Linked DNA regions of Bombyx mori: region 2 is linked to region 1. The links are chromatin contacts, called in public Hi-C maps. All regions are on one chromosome and are shown on one strand. The core of a region is the stretch at or near the end of the contact, and the rest is flanking DNA. Distances in the headings are between cores, read along the strand shown.

Region 1 (4,365 bases), core at 1,102-3,601:
ACTAAAATACAGTATTATTTCCGACTTTTGGTACAATTACGTACATAAGTACCTACATAGGTAGGTACGAGAATTACGTTTAAAATTATTTTTTTAAGGGATTTTATGACCTGGTAACTAAGACCTTTAGGTCATGTCTTACTTTACTTTATATTCTTATTTTTATGAAAAATGATAATATGGAGTGAAATGAAATTAAGATGATTAATTTGAGACGTTAATCAACTGGGATGAAATGAAATAAAATAAGATGATATGGGTTGAAATATAATCTCAGTAAAATGGTGGTCATTTACTGAGATTTTTTCAGTGGACATTTTGGAGGATCTCGAGAAGTTGCGTCCGGCGGCTTTGTTTCGTTTTCCCACATTTGTGCACTTTCATAGATATTGAACAGTTAATAAACCACCGTTATTACACATTTAAATCTTAAGAAACACTAAATAGACAAAATGAATCAAATCACACAACTTCACTCCTCGCATTCCCGCCAAAAAGTCAACGTTTAAAATATTTATGTCACAGCACAGATGACTGTCAACGTCAACATTTTCTTTTTTCAATATGGCAATCGACTGCTCATGATGCCAGTTCTGCAAGCAACAGAAAATACACATATGAGTAATTTTAATTTAATCAAGCTTATAAAATCTTCAAAATTATGCATAAATTAATGTTGTAGTAGTGCTAGTTATATTTATTTATTTATTATTATATATTATAAAGGGTGTCCTAGAAAGGGCTTAAAAAGCCAAAAGTTCTAGGCAGTGTTTCTCAAAAATTAACATGTGATATCAGTTTATTAAATAAACACATACTGACGACAGTCACAACATACAGAGTTCTTACGAGTTAAATTTCGTCTTACATCTTTTTTATTGAATTAGTAGAATCTAACTCCAATCGAAGTTACTGGCGTGCTTAGCGTGCGTGTTGAATGATGGGCACTAATTCTTGTTTCAAACAGGATAGGAGGCCCAGGATTTGTCCTTCATATGTCAAAGCTGTTTATTCACATAATAATATCAAAGAATGAGTTCCGCTGCGATAACAACATAGCATCAGATGAGCCGAATGTTTATCAAATAACGTACAAGAGTAAAATAAGTATAGTATAAAGAAAAAAATTAGTAATATTCACCATATTATGTATGAAAGCCGTGGTGTTGTATTTTTAAAATGTTGCAAATTGTTGCATTTTAAAGGAATCTACATTTATTTATATATGAATTCACTTTTCGGCTGTTAAATATTAGAAAATTTGCTAATCTTCTAAAATTGATTAATGCGAATATGTAATGAATTGGAATTAAGCAAGTTGAGCTAAAATGAAGTATAATAATAATAATATAAATATAAAGGGTGGAAATTTATTTATTTATATATATTATATAATTGTATATTTATTTATATATTATTTTATTTTATTTGGAAGACAAACAGTGAACTTAAACCATATAAAATCTAACCTTACAACTAAACACCATTTAAACGTCTCCGTATTTAAATAACTACAAACGATTGTGGCGTCGCAACGCCTAGAATTAAATAATTAAAGTAAAACGTAAAACAAAAACAAAAGTAACAACGATTTGAAAAAAAAACCCAAGAAAAACGTAATACTTAAATAGAAAATAATTTATTTATATTTGCATTCAACCATCGACTGACTAATGTTCTCCTAATATTATTTATTAATTATTATTATTATTATTTATGTTATGTTTATAAATGTAGATTTTTAATGTGATGTAAGTTTTTTCTTTGCTTATTTAGTGTTTCTTTGGTTTTAAACGTGATATAATAGTAGCCTTTTAATGGCTTAGCATCCGCGAAAGTGCATAAATGTGAGAAAATGAATCAAAGTCACTGGAGTAAAAGTCCAAGAATCTCTCAGCAAATTTTCATTATATTACTAGGACTTTCATCTCTTCTGATTCCAGTGGATAATAGTAACAATGGAAGATTTTTATAAACACGACGAATTTTTATAAACACGGGCAGCAAATCTGTTTTGGATATTTTCAAATGTGTCCAAAAAAACTGTAATCTTTTGTGTTAGCCCACTATTACAATTCTGTGTACATAGGCAATAATATCAACCTGTGCGTTGCACCCGCCTGGCTTCCTTTTTACTTCATGCAAAATAATATGGCGTATCTTCTATTACTCTCACAGTAATTTCTCATTTACACACACAGTAATGTAGAACTTTTTTTTATACGTTGCATTTTCGGATTCTTCCCTAAAATTCATAGAAATGTTAGTAAATTTTCACCTTTTACAAGGAGCGAAGATTGACTAAAAGGTTAGGTAGCCGATGGCCGTAGGTAAATAAGAACAAAAAACAAGGGCAAAAAAAACAATTTCGTGAAAGCGTAGCTCCGTTGAAAGTACTGCATCCCATTGTAAAATTAGTTTAGAGAAAAACTATTTAATTATTCCTCAAAAAATGTATAGGAATTGTTGAGTGGGTGAATTTTGCTATTCTTTACATAGTTATTCACACCATGTGTTTAAATAAAAACAATATTTTCAAGTGATTAGGTACTGATCTAGTCATCCATGGCCACCATTTTAGAATTTACTCGGTGGTGTTCAAAGTAATTTATTTTTGTTGTGTGAAACACATTCATTGATGTATATATTTTTTGACTGAATTTGTCTTTATATTGTTGAATTTTAAATTAAAAAATAAACAGGAATAATGCTAAATTAAATAATTTGTCTATTATCGAAATATTACAGCGGAGGTTTAACTAATGGAAAGCTTAGTTTTCAGACACTCTTAAAGTCAAAACTGGGGAAAATGGTATCGACGAGGCAAATGAGTAGCGTTGGGGGTGGTAACGGAAGCAGTGATGGTGCAGGCCCATCACACGCGGAATCTGTGTCCGTGTCCCGGGTGACACGACATTCTAGCGCCTTGATGCCGGGAGGCTCATCGCCGCACTCTAGCACTGCTAAGTGCACCGTTGTAGTGCCTGCAAAGACTTATAATACCAATTTAATGGATTTGCCCATTGAAGTTATCGAGAAAATATTTTGTTATCTGGGATTTAAATCTGTTTCTCATCTTAGAATGGTTAGTATTTCCAACTTATTGGTTAGAGTATGAAATTTGTTTAAATGTATGAAAAAGCTTTAACAAAAAACAAAGGATTTTAGTTGAATCATATAAGTAGTTTCATAAATTTAAGAAACACTTTGTAGACTTATTGAGATTACAAGTGCATTAATTTCTTGCAGGTCAACCGACAATTCAACACAATATGTAGTGGGATATTAAATTCAACATTTCAACGCTTACAAAATCAAATGTTGCATAGATTCCATTCAATCAAAGCTAAAATGCCTCGAAGAGAATCAGCCCGTAGAAGCCATCCATTGGCTTGCGAGTCTGACATTATTGAAACTTTGCATATGAGATTAAGTTTGTTACAAATGACTTTTGGTAAACATATAGAGAGGAAACATTGTTGCTTTTTTCCAGGAGAGGTAAGAAAAGTTACTTCTTAAATCTTAAAGTAGCAAGGTTATGATTAATAGCCATCATTTAAAATTTTCAAATGATAATTGTATTCAATTACAAAGCTTCTTAGCGAATTTGACACGATAAGAATAATTCTTATTAGTGTTTGTACTTACTATTGAATGAATTATATTTAAGTTGAATTTTCAAGTTATAGAGGGCTTTAAAAAGAACTTTACAACATTCATGATCTGATTTGTATATTTTGTCTTTAGATATTAGATGAAGTATACAGTATTTTGTCTTATCTTAAAATAACAACTAAACTGGCAAGGCCATACAAAGTAACCGATGAGCTCTTTGATTTGACAACAATGGCTATGGAGTACTTTAAAGAACATATAGAACCAAATTTACCAGAGATTACATATTTTGGAACAGACTTTTTTGACATCACCACAGCATTTTCACGTAAGTATTTAACTATTTTTAAATCTTGTACTTATCTTCATATTCTGTTCTAAACAGAAGATCATTGATGTTTGATTAGGACTTGAAAAACTAATTGACCTTTCATAGGCATCCCAAATTAATTACTTTAGTATAAATAATCATAATAGTGACTAAAGCTATTGTTTTTTGTAATTAGTGTTATAATGTTTAAATGGTTTTCCTGGTCATTGAGTACAGAAATAGACATGTTAATTACATAGTGGTACAATTGTATAAGTAAATGGATTGATCTTGCAAATTTTATTAACACAGATTTTTTCATCAAAAGCTTGATACTTAAGGATACCTTGTTGCATGTGTTTGACCAAAAATATATTATTTTTGCCATGCCTTGATATTTACAATAACTTCCAATGATCTACTAGGTTGATATTGGACCT
Region 2 (4,365 bases), core at 1,159-3,658, 310 kb after region 1:
TTTTAATATAATAAATGTGAAATTGACATACTACTGTAGAAACCAACAGTATTGTTTTAATATAATTTAATGTATACAAGTAAAAAATAAAACATTAGTATATGTATATATATTTTAGATGCTACATCTATGAAATAAATTTATGACAATTTTTGGCACATACCTCCGATGCAATATTGGCTCCCATTAATACAGCACAGGGAATTTTTAGGCATCTTGTAATAATATGTGATATAAGATCGATGCCACCACCTTCGGCTATATCAAATCCCTGTCAATTAAGTATTAAAATATGAGCTATTGTATGCAGGGAATGTAAAAATTCACTTGTATCTTTGGAAATATTGCTGATATTTTTTTTAAGAATTATAATTGATGAAATAATTACTTGTTTACACAAATTTCAACTTCAGACTGATAACAAAGTTTGGAATAAAGCAATTATTAAATAATTGTTTTGGTACATTATTTCATTAAGAGGGTAGTATAATTTAAATTAGTTTTTAACCTTAATCAAAGACAGAGCAGCTGCAGTTGGCTTTATTTTTCCAAGCAAAGTAGAGCAGATAGTTCTGACAAATTGATGAGGCACCACAAATATTAAAAGATCAGCATCTTTTGCAGCTTCAACTACATCTGGAACAGCAACCTGTAAATACCTATTGTTCAATATATAATTTCTAAAATAGGTAACCAAGCGATGTAAATGTAAATTTAAAAAAAGTTAAAAAACAATCTTAAATTCCTTTAAACAAATTAGTAACCAGTATTTTCTGTGTACTTCTTAATATAATTGTTCAACTAGTTTACTTATAATTTGCAATAAGAACAAGGAATATATAGGATAATATAGGAATATATAGAAATGAGGAACATTATGACAGTGAATAATTTAATAATTTTAGCAAATTAGTTTTATTTCAGAAACATCCAACATACAATATATGTATTGTTCAGGTGTTGTTTGCATTGCCTATTTTCTTTTGAACTTAATCTAAAAACTGCAACCTGAAGGCCAAATAATTTTACCAAAATTTCTGACTACAGCCAAGACTTGAAGCTAATGATGTGGTAAAATATGTTGGTTGAGCAAAATTATTTATTAGTATACTAAATGGGAATAAATTACTATCAATATAGTTCCAATCCTCCATGCAAACAGGGAGTATGTACCAACTACTTGTCTGGTCTACAACTGTACACACCCATATATATTTGTGTACAATTGAAGAGCTTTGAAGAGTTATTTGAGATGATTGTGTTATCTCCTTTTTATCATCAAACCACATATTGCTAGAATAGAGTTCATTGCTACTATATATGATCTCTGTGTCCTTGACAATGTGCTTCTACAAATCATTTTTTTCACATACCATCTGGCCCACAAGACACCTTACTACCAATAATTCTTCTATTCTTCAGTTTGATCATATGCAATGATTCTCCTTTACCCTCCATTGAAGATTCTTAATACAAAGTTTCAATATCTAATTTTAAGAAGCTTTAGTGAAGTTTTAGTTAAGAATATCAAATAAAAATCATAAACATAAGGTTAACACCTTAATTATTCAATCAGCTTCTTGATAGTGTCAACAAAAGTTTGCTTGACTTCCGAAACAAGGTGGGTCAGAGATTGTAGGTAATTACCATAATAAATACTTAAAAAAAGCTATGAGTCCTCTGAGACACCAACTTGCATACAATGGCCTATCTGTCTAAATAGAATCCAGTGTGGGTTTATTACAATTTCCATTTTGAGTATAGTAAGAACAGTAAGAATAGAATCCCCTGACATCCTTATTTAGACAATAGCAGTAAATTTTCATTGTTGTATTATTTATGAACTTTTTTTTACTTACAACATTAGAAGGCAATTTGTGGCCAGGCAGGTATTTAACATTTTCATGAGTTTCATTGATTATTTCAGTTAACTTCTTTCCTTCAATTATTTCTTCATACACCCACATTGTAACTCTATCCTCAAAATTTGATAGACTCGCAGCATTTCGACCAACAATTTTCGCAATAGCAGAACCCCTGTAAAAAATATTGTAAATAGGTATATAATGACCAAGTAATGACCACAATGGAATATATTCTTGAGCATGTTTATGTTGTCATTTTTCAGAGATTTCATCGTTTCGATATTATGTCATCAGCATAACATTTAAGGTCATTTACGTTATACACTTAGTTCCGTGCTTCGGTGATGTAAAATAGAATTTCGCATTTTTATGATGTTAATAAAAAAAATTGCCCACCAGTTTCCCGATCCAACGATGCAAACTTTGTTCTTTGGCTGTTTATCTGCCATATCTAAAATATTACAATCGCGGACAAAATATTTAAATTAATATGTTACGAATTTAGAAAAGGCACGACTCCCCTAGTTTATGTCTAATAACTGATAAAGACTGCACTGCACTGACACTTCTGATAATGATAATGTTAGGTTTTTTTTTTCTTTTTGGACCCAACACCAAGTGTTATTTGCCACTTTCAAAATAAAGGTTAGGAAGCAAAAAGCAAATCAGAAAATATAAGTTAGATAAGGCTTAGGCAGGAAAATTGGATTAGGATTAATATAATTAGGAAGAATAAATAATACATTTAATTATAATTTGAGGTCTAAATTAACGTTGTACATGGAGACCACTTCGAATAAGCTTTTTATACTTTAAATTGTTTTATATTTATGTATTAAACTAATACACTGTAAAAGTAATAAGTGTAATTTGCAATAGATTTTTCTTTTTCCTTTGTCTCAGTATTTATGCAAGACTAGGTATAATGAAGACTCAACTGATTAATTAGAAGCCCACTTCGATTAAGCGGCACGACATGAAAACCCTCTCATCGTGGTCGCCGGTAACTACATTCCCGATCCTACGGACAGAATGGAAAGCAGTCGACGTCACCCCAAACACGTCCTTTCGGATCCTCCCGATCCACTAACGGTGCTATTAGGTACCTCAAACACCGGTCATCGTTCCGGGTTAATTTACTCGTCGAACCCGTCGCTTGCGACGAAGGGCTCGACGAGTAAATTAACCCTCAGACACAGCCCACTGAGTTTCTCGCCGGATCTTCTCAGTGGGTCACGTTTCCGATGGGGTGGTAGATTCTGCGAAGCACGGCTCTTGCTAGGGTTCGTGTTAGCAACGTTGTCAGGTTTGAGCCCCATGAGCTCACCGACTAGTTAAGGTTACGCTGAAATAGCCTTTCAAGGCTCTCCGCTTAGGTAGGGAAAAAAATAATAATTAGAAGGTTTAAGTTTTTATTTGTTTCCTCAATGAAAGTTTAGATTTTGGAATAATATTTGCAATAATTATTTAATTTTTGTTTTGATTTTTACTTATTTTGTTGTGGCGTTTAAGTACGCACCTTTTTATGATGCGTAAGCCGGAACGCACGAGTTGTGGGAAACAGAATATAGTCTGTGACACGACCTTTTTACCGCCAAATATGAAAAACATAAAAATAATTTATAATGAGTTAAATAACTAATTTAATGTAATTACTTTATGCCGCTACAACAATAAAATTTATATTGTTCCAACTGTGGTGTTAATTACATAAAACACGACCAGGCGAAATAAAGAAGGGACTCTATATGCATTCCCTCATTGTTTTCATTTTATGATCAATGTGTGTCATAGTGTGTATGCTAAGCCTTACATTTCCAATTTTGTTATCCAAGATTCTTGTTTTGTTACTGTCCCAAAACTGTGCTGATAATTATGATAAATATTTCTTTTTCTTTAAACTGAAACGCTATAATCAATCATTTAAAACAACTTCATGATAAATGTTATTATTATAAATAGGAAATATAGCATCCTTCTTTTTTATCTTAAAGGAAAATAAACATTTTGATTAGAAAGTATTCAAATGGTAACAGATACTCAGTACTGCTAAAACAATTCAATTTATTATATTTTTCGCAATTTTTACTTTTACAAGATGTTGTTTAATCTATGATCTAATAGAAAAACATAAATTTATAATAAGTCTGCGTGTTTCTATATGGTTTTCACTCATTTCCAAATAACAAAATAAGAACTTTTATTTCGTCCATAACTAATATTTTACAGGTTTTTTGTATAAAAACTCTATTAAAAGCTGTTTAGTCTAAAATCCCTTGGCTTTGCTAGTTGGTCTTTCAAATAGAAAGTAAAACTTTATGTCCAAGAATCAATTATATTATACTGCTAGATAAAATAGTACCTTCTATTTGTACGGTAGCACCAAATGCGGCGATAGCATTTGCAGAAATTCATTGGACTGAAAGAGACAAGCACAAAACGGGGTTGAATACGCAATTTATTCGACTGCCTCAAAAACGTTGTGGAATGTTCTGGAATA

Evidence for each region. Hi-C and Micro-C count contacts between places; a contact is called where the count stands out from the background.
Region 2: a Hi-C map of posterior silk gland shows a contact between it and region 1, with 2.5 times the contacts expected there. The contact joins the promoter of G3pdh-1 here to the promoter of LOC101740676 in region 1. A contact is called at or near these places in 2 of 7 Hi-C or Micro-C datasets (middle silk gland and posterior silk gland).

The regions. Positions count from the first base shown.
Region 1 is chr9:6,338,327-6,342,691 of ASM3026992v2, forward strand. It overlaps LOC101740676 (F-box only protein 28), which reads left to right and starts at 2,352. Exons shown (of 8, transcript XM_004925152.5): 1 at 2,352-2,470; 2 at 2,776-3,085; 3 at 3,250-3,498; 4 at 3,748-3,943. The coding sequence starts at 2,810. LOC101741000 (max-like protein X) reads right to left here and starts at 495. Exons shown (of 5, transcript XM_004925154.5): 1 at 1-495.
Region 2 is chr9:6,651,864-6,656,228 of ASM3026992v2, forward strand. It overlaps G3pdh-1 (glycerol-3-phosphate dehydrogenase-1), which reads right to left and starts at 2,409. Exons shown (of 9, transcript NM_001043505.1): 1 at 2,262-2,409; 2 at 1,860-2,037; 3 at 509-649; 4 at 164-271. The coding sequence starts at 2,314.